3 separate regions of the Sus scrofa genome follow, and all the other regions are linked to region 1. The links are chromatin contacts, called in public HiChIP or PLAC-seq maps. All regions are on one chromosome and are shown on one strand. Each heading gives the region's core, a stretch centred on a gene start, on an enhancer-like site or on the middle of the called end of the contact. The rest is flanking DNA. Distances are from core to core; before and after follow the strand shown. Region 1 has its middle 230 kb from the start of ADCY2. Region 2 holds the start of FASTKD3 (FAST kinase domain-containing protein 3, mitochondrial). Region 3 overlaps ADCY2 (adenylate cyclase type 2).

Evidence for each region. HiChIP or PLAC-seq counts read pairs in DNA pulled down with a chosen protein or histone mark.
Region 2: an H3K27ac HiChIP or PLAC-seq map of skeletal muscle shows a contact between it and region 1, with 10 times the contacts expected there. The contact joins the promoter of FASTKD3 here to the enhancer-like site in region 1. A contact is called at or near these places in 7 of 47 Hi-C or Micro-C datasets (brain, embryonic fibroblasts, fetal skeletal muscle and 3 more) and 1 of 2 datasets of contacts at active chromatin or transcription factors (skeletal muscle).
Region 3: a contact with region 1 is called in an H3K27ac HiChIP or PLAC-seq map of skeletal muscle, with 10 times the contacts expected there. The contact joins two enhancer-like sites. A contact is called at or near these places in 2 of 47 Hi-C or Micro-C datasets (embryonic fibroblasts and epiblast stem cells) and 1 of 2 datasets of contacts at active chromatin or transcription factors (skeletal muscle).

The regions. Positions count from the first base shown.
Region 1 is chr16:74,954,948-74,958,346 of Sscrofa11.1, forward strand. No RefSeq gene overlaps it. Among named protein-coding and RNA genes, the nearest start is that of ADCY2, 230 kb to the left of the region's middle. Within about 2 kb of position 1,669, at least 2 of the 83 cell types and tissues checked have an H3K27ac peak or open chromatin away from gene starts, as enhancers often do. A contact at or near this core is called in skeletal muscle, where this site is marked.
Region 2 is chr16:74,269,251-74,272,649 of Sscrofa11.1, forward strand. FASTKD3 (FAST kinase domain-containing protein 3, mitochondrial) reads left to right here and starts at 1,668. Exons shown (of 8, transcript XM_003134149.4): 1 at 1,668-1,771; 2 at 2,650-3,399. The coding sequence starts at 2,680. MTRR (methionine synthase reductase) reads right to left here and starts at 1,578. Exons shown (of 14, transcript XM_021076617.1): 1 at 1,494-1,578.
Region 3 is chr16:74,371,664-74,375,062 of Sscrofa11.1, forward strand. The region is part of intron 18 of ADCY2 (adenylate cyclase type 2); the gene reads right to left. Among named protein-coding and RNA genes, the nearest start is that of C16H5orf49, 85 kb to the left of the region's middle. Within about 2 kb of position 1,623, at least 4 of the 83 cell types and tissues checked have an H3K27ac peak or open chromatin away from gene starts, as enhancers often do. A contact at or near this core is called in skeletal muscle, where this site is marked.

The DNA of each region.
Region 1 (3,399 bases), core at 419-2,918:
CATTTTGTTTTTCTCTTCTAAAAGCTTTAAAACATGGGGGGGGGGATCAAATAACGCCAATCATGAGACAGCTCTTCCTGGAGTGAGGAGTCCATCGGGGGACCATATAAAGGTGGCTCTTTGCTGAGATGGCCCTTAATGCCCAGGACGGGACGCCAGGAAAGGGAGCTGGTGGAACCTGTGAAGACGGAGTCCCGTTTCCCACCAATGCCCCAACTGTTAGAAACATGAGCAAAATTAGACACTCCACCACCAAGGGGATTGTTGGTTGCCACTCCCTGGAAAGGCAATGGAATCAATTAGAGATGCTTAGGAAGAGCCGGCAGCCTCGACAAAACCTGTGGGTTCTCTGGTGGGCATCAGCGAACGCTCCTTGTTGGTATTTCCCCTAATGTTGTACTCTCCGCCGTCTCCGAAAGAAGCATCTGCTGTCCTTGATGGGAGACCTAATGATTTCATGTCTCTGCTCTGAGTTGACCTGCGGCTCCGCTGGGGAAAGACCATGGTCGCTGGACAGCTGAGGGCTGGCTCGCCCTCTGCGTTGAGTCACCCACAGGCCAGGACTTACTTTCTGCCGTTGACTTTTTGTGTTTGGCTTCTAAGTTATGTATTGCTTAAATGTCTTCATACTCACCCCTGTAGGACCATAAATCATTCCTACTCCTTTTCCCCTATGCTATACCCCTTGCAAGTATTTTCTCTCACTGTATTTACCTTTTCACTATCAAAAATGGATGTATTTTCCAAAATGAAAGTTAAAGAAGAAAGCAGCATTGCAATAAAAAGTAATGTCTGTGGAATTCCTGTTGTGGCTCAGAGGGTTAAGAACCTGACTGGTATCCGTGAGGTTGTGGGTTCACCTGGCCTCACTCAGTGGGTGAAGGATCCAGGGTTGCTGTGATTTGCAGTGTAGGTCACAGATGCAGCTCGGATCCCACATGGCTGTGGCTGTGGCATAGGCTGGCAGTTCCAGCTCTGATTCGACCTCTAGCCTGAGAACGTCCATATGCCATGGGTGTGGCCCTAAAAAGAGAAAAAAAAACATAATGTCTTTTTTTAAAAAAAGGAATGCTATGAAGAAGGGAAAAAATTAAACCAAACTTTTCAGCAGAGTTTATACAAGAGATTACATCATATCTTAATGGAGATCCTTTTCTATAAAAGAAATCACTTGGCCACGACCATTTTCCCAAATATGCAGAAAATGTACCCAATGGGACTGCCAACATAATATTGCAATGGGTGTTTCTGGAATGCACTCTAGTGTTGTTATAAAAATAGGACACGGTGTTTAAAATGAGACGGTCTAATTGTGGGCACAAACAAAAAACACCTCCCAAAACAATATGAAGAGAGTGAAAATCCAGTTTTCCCCCCTACGGGGATGGACAGGAGCCTGTCCACATTTTCCCTATAAAATCCCCTTGGGTTTGCAGTCTTGCCAACTTAACAACTGGAGGCCACCGCGGGAACATGTCAGAAAGTGGTGTATCTTGCAGAGTTCTGTTTTCCAGTGTGCAGACTGTGCAGAAGGGAAAGTGAAGTACTATTTATTTCTGTAACCTGAATCCAGAGATGAGATTTAATATTTTGCTGAGTAATCACATTCTCTGCATCTCAGATGGTGGGATCCGCCTGCTCCCTGAGGCGCTTCCAGCTGGCCACACAAGATGCCATGGCTGTAGGATTTGAGGGATCTCCTTTGTAAGGTCCACTCACGCCTTTCTGAGTCCTTTGAGAATGCAAACCCAATTTGAACATGGATGCATTGACGTGTCAGCATTCATCTAAAATTTTAATGCAGTGACAAGCAATTTGGAAGAACACATGGTGAGTGGGAAAAGAACCTGAGAATGCCTCGGGAGAAGGACACCACTGGTGCAAATGACTACAAACACAGAAAAAAGACTGAAAGAAAACTCCCCAGGAATGTGAAACATTAATCACTCTGGATTCTCTAATTATAGTCAATTTCTGTGCTATTTTAATACTGTCTACCATGAGCATATATTAATTTATCATAAGAATATAAAAACCAAGCTAGAGTGTTAGTTTTCAAACATGACAAGTTTTTTTTGTTTTTTTTTTTTCCCCCAGTTTTTTTTGTGTCAACCACAAGGATCCATTTTAATTTTAAAGAGTCAGAAGCTGGCCAGTTGAGCTGGGCTTTCAATGATGGTTAAAATGGATGGCGTGAAATGGCCCGAAGGAGAGATTGATGTGGCACCGTGGTGCCCTCTGGTGACAATTCTGGTGTTTAGTTAATCTGTTCATTTTTCATTCATTCACTCACTCAGTCAGTCAACAAAAGGCTATGGACTGCTTACTTAGACTGCCAACATTGTGCTGTACTGACGCAAGGGAGTCACACCCCTTCTCCAACCCACGGAGCCCGGGAAAAGGGACAGTCAACACCACTGAATGTTCGTCCCAGGAACACCTGGCAGGGCAAAAGCCAGTTTGTTAGGGTAATTCAGAACATGCGCAGATGCACTTTTTGCTACACTTGGAGCTCTCAGTCCTAGAGGAAGGCTACGCTTAATCTGGAAGAAACTGTGAGAAAGCACACATAGAGCAGAGCAAGAGGAATGTATGCAGAGGAAGGAGAGGAGATCCCGCTGTTGCGTAATGGGATTGGCGGCATCTCTGCAGGGCCAGGATGCAGGTTCAATCCCTGGCCCAGCCCATCCTGTTAAAGGATCGGTGTTGCCACAGCTGTGGTGTAGGTCACAACTGTGGCTCGGATCTGATCCCTGGCCTGGGAACGCCGTATGCTGTATGCTGCAGGGCAGCCAGCGGAAAAGAAAGAGGAGGAGGAGGAGAGGGAGGGAGAAGAAAATGAGAAAAAAATATAAAGTGACCAGTGTAGGATGAAGTCGGCTGGGAAAACTTGGAGGAAGGCTGTGGCTCCCTCAAGGTTGTAAGCTTGACTTTGGATGATGCTCTCGGGGAGTGTAACCATGGGAGGGAGGGGCTCGGAGACCGGGAGGGGCAGTGCTGTGCTGCTCCCTGCGAGGGCTCTGCCAGATCACGCTCGCCGTCTGCGGCTCACACCAGCGTGTGTCTCTGGGAACCCACCTCACCCCCATCAGTGCCCCCTCCAGGTCTGCCTGCCACCCCATCACGTTCAACTCCCTTCTCTAGGACCAGTGGCTGTAAAGGGCAGGAAGGTCTCCAGGGAATTTCCCACGTCCCTGGCTCCTCCTGTCCTGTCCCCAGCTTGGATCTCCTTGCCCCCCCCCACCCAACACACACCGTTTCGTTTATTTTCTACAACAGCGCAGGATCCCTGGGAACAGGGCTGTCACCATCATTGCCACGCCCAAAGCACACGAGACCCAGACCCACCTCCGTCCCCACACACGATAGTGGAGGTTACCAGGACACGAGGTTTGCCTT
Region 2 (3,399 bases), core at 418-2,917, 690 kb before region 1:
TCTATACCGAGTGAAAAATATTCCAAATCCACTCTAGCCTTTTACCAGTATGTGTGCTTTTCCGGAACAAGTAATGGGGGATAAAATAAAGGACATTCAAAGACTTTTCCCCAGGCCCGTCCAGTGTCAAAACCTGGGAGACTCTCACGTTAGGGGACAAATTTAAACGGACACCCAAACCAAAATTTTGGCTTTTGGTAAATGAACCACAATACTTTTGTTGTTGTTGTTCCTCTGGCCAATTAAATCTAAGGGCAATTTGGCCACGAAGAAATGAAAGGGCAAAAGAACAGTATTAAATCGCAATGCTAAAAATCATGGACTAGCCTACGGAACAGAACAGCGCCTGGACAGAGCGGGCGCTCTAGTGGTCAGCAAGATGACAGGATAAGGGAATCGCAGGAAGACACCACGCACTTGGAGCTGACTGTAAAAGCGCAGTGATGGAAAACAGCTGTTACAACCAAGGTCCGGGAGGGCGTCCCAGGAGACACACACAGGCCTGAGGGCTTCAAAGCACGAACCCCTTGGTACCTTGGCGAGAAGGTCCTCCAGCCCACGTTCCTCAGAGGTGGTTTTGCTGCACCAAGAAAGAACAGAGACCACTCCAACCGAGAAGAAACAAATTAGGAGTCTTTATTACAGGCCACACTGCCTAAAAGCGGCTTGAGTGTGAAGCCCCGAACAAAGAAACGGACCGTGTTTATAAAGACAAACTTACATTCAGGTTGGGAAGGGGTGCGCATGCATAAACAGGGGTGTAAAAACAAAGGGACAGTTAAAATACTTCAAACCTTAACTAGTGAGAGTGTTTAAGTTAACAATAATGATTTGTTAAGTAAGGTTCATATCGTCTAACTTAAAGCAGGCAGCTTATGTCGGTGCCAGAAAGGCAATTAGATGGGTAACCTTGCAGCATCTCAGTCCCCCTTAGCAGCTAACTTCGTTCTTCTAGGAAAGGGAGCTGCGGCCGGAGACTTGGGCACCGGGCTGATTGCTTTACACCGGCCCTGCGCAATGTCAACAAGGCCCAGGCCTGTGTCCGGAGCTGTGGGATGTTAACAGGGCCCAGGCTTAGGTTCTTCAGTTCCCCGCACCGGCAGGGCACCGTCACGCGAAGAAAGAGCGGAACACGAGGGGCCGCGTTCCCGGCATCCCTGAGTCTCAGGCGCCCCGTCCCGGTCTCCGCACCTGACCCCGCGCTCCGATGTGCCCTTTACCCTCGTCTAGTACAGTGTTCAGAACCAAAACGCCGACGGAGAAGGGGCTCAAAGCCACCTTCGGGACTGGCTCCGCTCGCGCAAACGCCGCCCAGGACTCCGTCCGAGAGGCCGCGAATAGCTTTTAGGACCAAGACCCAGGTTCAGCCCGCCCTCCGGCCGCGTTGCCCGGAGGGCGCGGAGGCCAGTGTCCTCCCCCACCCTCAGCTCCCTCCCTCGGGTCCGTGCCGGGCATGTGCCCAGACGGAGAAGCGACAGCTGCCCCATACTCACCTGCGCGCGTCCGGCCCGGACGCTGGGGAAGGCGTAGGTACTGCGAGCCCGGCTCCCGCGCCTGCGCACACGGTCGCGGCGTGCGTACTCGGCTCCCGAGACCAATAGGAGGCTCGCGAGAGGAGCTGGGCCAATCACGGCGCGCCGGACGTGGGGCGGCCTCCGGACCTTGCGCATGCGCCCGGCTGCTGAGAGCCCCCGCCGCGGTGCGCGCGTACGGAGGCCCACGAGGTTCTGGCGCCTCCAGGGCTGCTAGGACCCCCGGCGCGCTGAGTCCGGTAGGTGCCCATCCCGGCTTTGGGCTCTGATGGCCGCGCCGGGCGTGCGTCGTCCGCGGCTCCGCCCAGCCGCGCACGCCGCCCTTGTTCGCCCAGCTCCGCGGACGCCGTAGCCGCCCTCCCGGTGCTTGAGCGCAGGTTTCCTGGAGCACCAGGTTCAGGGACGCCCGGCCCATCGCGTCCTTTCACTCCGAGGTGGACGCCAGCCCCCGGGCGCCCGGTCCCCCCTTGTCCCGCACGCCTGTGGTCCCAGCTCGCAGCGCGGGGCGTTCAGGTGCGCACCGGCGAACCACCTTCCCCCTTTATTGACTAACATTTTGCTTTTCAAATTCTTTCTTTGCCCCCATTTGCCGAGTTAGAACTTCTTGTTTCTCAGTCCCAGCCAAATCCTGACGGCTGAAGGGAAACCAACACCTCGGGGCCCTTTAAGCGCGTTTTTCACCTTTGCTTTGACCGATCCGAATTAATGGTCCTTTTTTGAGGGAGTTGAACCAAGCGCCAGTCCTCCCATCAGCCGACACTTCCGAGGCGCGCTTAGCATCCAGACTGCCTGAGTTTGAAGCCTGGCTCTGCCACTTACTAGCAGTTTCAATTTGACGACATGACATCTTTGCGCTTCAGCGGGCTCGTTTCTAAAATGACATAAAAGGACTTAATCCGCTGTGTTGTTGGGAGACTTCAGCATAGCACTGCCTGGCAAATGATAGCGATTTTTGTAACTAGATCCAGGCGCCTGCTCTTCTGGTACTTAATGTTGGAGAGGGAAATGTTTAGGGGGAATCACTCCTATGGGGTTCTCATCCGTAGTTTCATAAACACCGATGTTGAGTGAACCGTGTTCTCATATGTTTGACCATGTTTTCTGTTCTTTAACATAGTGACAGATCGAGAGGTGTTGATCTAATGGCATGGCCTTAATTACCTTGCGGAGAAACCTTTGTCATTTATCTGATTTTCGAATACATGGAGCTCTGGCTGCTCTGAAAAATCCACGTGTAAATCACGTTCACAAGATAGTCCAGGAGCATCTGTGTCTGTGGTTCTGTTCACTGCAGCCCGGGCCCGCCAGGGTCAGGTTCCATCATGCCCACTGTAAAAAGTTCCATTCGGAAAATGGAAATGACCTTCATCCCGTTGGCGAGCCAGTGTTCTCTCAAGTACACGATTGGGACAGGTTCGAACAAACCGTGAAAAATGTGGACGAAGAGATGTGTTGCAGGAGACTAAACAACCTTGGTTCATCAGGAGAAGTCCTGCGTTTTATAAGCACACTGCCGGCTTTACCTGAGACTGTGGCAGCAGAAGCCTTACACCGGATTTGTGAAGTGGAAAAGAAAGACGGTGCTCATTGGCTGCCCAAGGAAATCCTGGAGAATAGTGTCTTTCAAGCTTTGTGTGATCAGGTTGGACGGGACCCCTCAAATCTGTCAAACGCGGGTTTGGTGACTGCTTTGCAAGCCCTGACTCCTCTGCAGGCGGAGCCTCAAAGTAGTTTGTTGCTGAACCTGCTGGCAGAGTGCCAGCACCGTCTGGAAGGGGGCCGTCTGGACATTCACAGTCTTTGTATTCTCGGGGAGAGTCTGATTAAACTGCAAGGTCCAGGCTGTTCAACACTAGAACTGATTCTG
Region 3 (3,399 bases), core at 373-2,872, 580 kb before region 1:
AGATTTCTTTACTTCATTTTTTTTTTTTTTTTTTTTTTTTTTTTTTTTAGCATATGGGTTCCAGCTATCTAATCGAGTGTTTCTCCGACCTACCCAAGCCACACTCCGATCACCGCTCTGCACCTACACCAGCTCACGCAACCCGATCTCCACTGAGGGCAGGACAACCGCACTCATTCCTAGTCGATCTTACCACTGGCCACGAATCCACCCTCTTTTGAGGAAGGACAATGACAGTAGAAGATGCATATCTGGCACGAAAGATGCACTTCTTCTCTCCAAAGGCATCCCAGTTACTGTAAACAAAGACATCTACTCCTAGAGGTTTATTAGCTCATCCAATATTTATAGACAGTGATTCAACTGCCCATCAACCAGGAACTATCCTAGGAGCAATGCAGTCAGCTCTCACATCAGACCTGTTTCCCATTTAGATTCTGTCTTTTAAAGATTCGGTGAGAAATCGTGGTTTTATGAGGTCAAACGGGATTACATACAAAATGTTTCCTTTCACCCAAGCTGCCATTTTCTCCTTGGGTAACTAGGGAATGGCCCCCCCTTACAGAGAAGGTACTTTCCTAGGACACATGACAGAATAAAGAAACAAAGACCCCACTCTTAGGGGTGTGGATATTGTGCTAAAAGCCGTGTCCGCTCTCCGGACATGTGCACAGGTGAGTGAACACACTCCTGAGGAGGAGGAGGCTGAGTTACAAGGCTGTGGGGCGACACTCCTGTCAGAGCAAGGATGCCAAGACTTTCTTGGCATCTGTCAGAATCACTCAGAACTCTGGCCAGTGCTGCCCTGCAGGTCTGTCACAGCTGTCCCTTGCGGCTTGATTTACCAAGCTCTCCTTCGAGCTGGCTGGCACTTTCTCCTGGGAAGCTGGACGCAGGGCACTGAGGCTATAACACACACATGCATGTTACAAAGTCCAGCATGAGGAGCCCATTTTAGGAAACGCTCCTATTTCAGAGCTCTCAGCCCTGCCCTTGGCCTCTCGGTCCATCTTCCTCTCGGTGATATATTCATGGTCATGCAAGAGCCACAGTATCACCTGTCAGGAAAGCTAGGGGTCCTAACGGCTGGGAATACACCTGCTTTCCAGGAAAGTTCCCTTGTCTGGTCTTTAGTCCTTCATCTCACATTCTGAAGACAGCTCTGGGGCCACAGTCAAAGTCTCCTGGGGTCGCCAGGCAGACAGCCCTTGGCCCATGGTCTGGGGCTCTTGGGAGCAGGTGCTGCAAACCTGGGACATCTCTGCCATGGAAGTCTCTCTCGAGCAGGGTCATTCCGAGGGAATTACCTATCCAGATGGGACAATTCCCCAGCTCTCTCCCAATCATAGTTAGGCCCCTTTTGGAAATAAATGATGTCATGATCCAGGTGTGCCTGAGACCAGACGAGGAGGCCTCCATCCCGGAGGAAGGTCCCTTCATCTCTGGAGCAGAAAAGTGGCCTTGGATGCTGTGAACACCGCAGATGGGAGAGGAAGCCAGGAAGAGGGCCAGGATGGAGGAGTTGCCACTGTGAACTTGACACAGCAAGACAACTCCATGCAGGATGCAAGACCAAGGGCCAGCTGGTCCAGGGGGCAAGCCAGCTGTCTGCCTGGGCTTGACTGACGGGCCCTCCCCTGCCAAAGGCACCATCAGTTCTCGCTGTACAGGAGCAGCTGCGAGCAGCCTTATCCTGAGCTGAGCTCCGAGACTGAGCAGGTGGCAGGAGGACGGCATCGTCACGGTGACAGCCCTTAGTGGCCCGTGCCCAGGAGGACCTACATTGGGGCCTGTCCTCGTGTCCTTTCTCAAGGGAGCTGCTGGAGGGAGATGGGCTGTGTGGTCATGCGAGGCGGAAGGGGCCAGCCTCCCTGTCCTCCAGTTAACCACGTGGGAGGACACCTGGGAATCCAGGCTCCCACCTGCTGATGGGCGGGAAGGGGGAGGGCAAGCTGGACCTCCTGTGCCACCTTCTTCCAGGTGTCCTTGAGATGGAGTTCTCAGCAGAGAGGAGTAGAGGAAGAAAAGGGCCATCCCAGCCCTGCAGCTGGCACTGCCGCCCATCTGCTTCCAGCTGGCATCGCCTCACCTGCATCTCCAGGTGTGTTTGGAGAAATTATACCATTTCTAGTACACCGCTGAGGACAGATCCCAAGTAAACGCTCAAGGTCCTTCTCTACTTCTTCAGCCTTATTATTACTGTTATTTTTTATTGGCTGCCCCTGTGGTATATGGACGTTCCTGGGCCAGGGACTGAATCTGAACCTACACCGGATCCTTAACCCACTGCGCCAGGCCGGGGATCAAACCTAAGCCTCTTCAGTGACCTGAGCTGCTGCAGTTGGAGTCTTTTTTTTTTTGTCTTTTGTCTTTTTAGGGCAGCACCCACGGCATACGGAGGTTCCCAAGCTAGGGGTCCAATTGGAGCTGCAGCTGCTGGCCTATGCCAGAGCCACAGCAATGCGGGATCTGAGCCATGTCTGCGACCTACACCACAGCTCACAGGAACGCAGGATCCTTAACCCACTGAACGAGGCCGGGGATCAAACCGCATCCTCATGAGTACTAGTTGGGTTCATTAACTGCTGAGCCGTGATGGGAACTCCTGTAGTTGGAGTCTTAACCCATTCTGCCATAGTGGGAACTCCTCGTCAGCCTTATTTTTTGCTACTTCTTAGTACAAATTGTCCTAGAAGCTAAATATCTCCCTCTGTCTCATCCTTGTCCAGCGTTTAGAGTTCTATCCCTTGGACCTGAGCCCTTTGTCCTTGCTGCCCTGGGACGTCCTTCCATTGATGGCTTGCAGACTCTTTTCTAAGAGTTTACCCAGATGTGTGTCTCCCAGACACCATGAACTCCTGGAAGGCAAACCAATTTCAGGTTCTGAATATCTAGTGATGTACCAGGCACGTATTTACGCTCTCTCTCTCTCTATATCTATATATCTATATAGATATAGATATATAGATATGTATATATATAGATATGTATATATACTTATTTTTTCTGAATGAATGTTCATAGTCTCATCTGTGAAAACTATTGAACATATGTGCCTCTTCTCCTCAACCTCATTTCATGCTTCTGGAAGGCAAGGAGTGTACTTGTGACACTGTGGTTCCCACCGAGCCAAGTGCCCAGCATATAAAGGATCACAACGCCTCATGGGTGAGGGTGAAAATGCCAGAGTAATGAGCACGATGCGTCTCCGTGTGCACTGACGGCCTGTCTGGTTTTAAGGCAATGCCAATAAAAATACGCCCAGAGTAAGAGCGACCAGTGGTTAAGTATCTACCGAATGCCTGATGCCGTCCCAAGTGTGGTAAGAGCATCAGTTCACTTACCCTCACATCCACCGTGGCAGAGAAGTGTCTGTTCCTGTTTTTGAGAAGGGAAGTG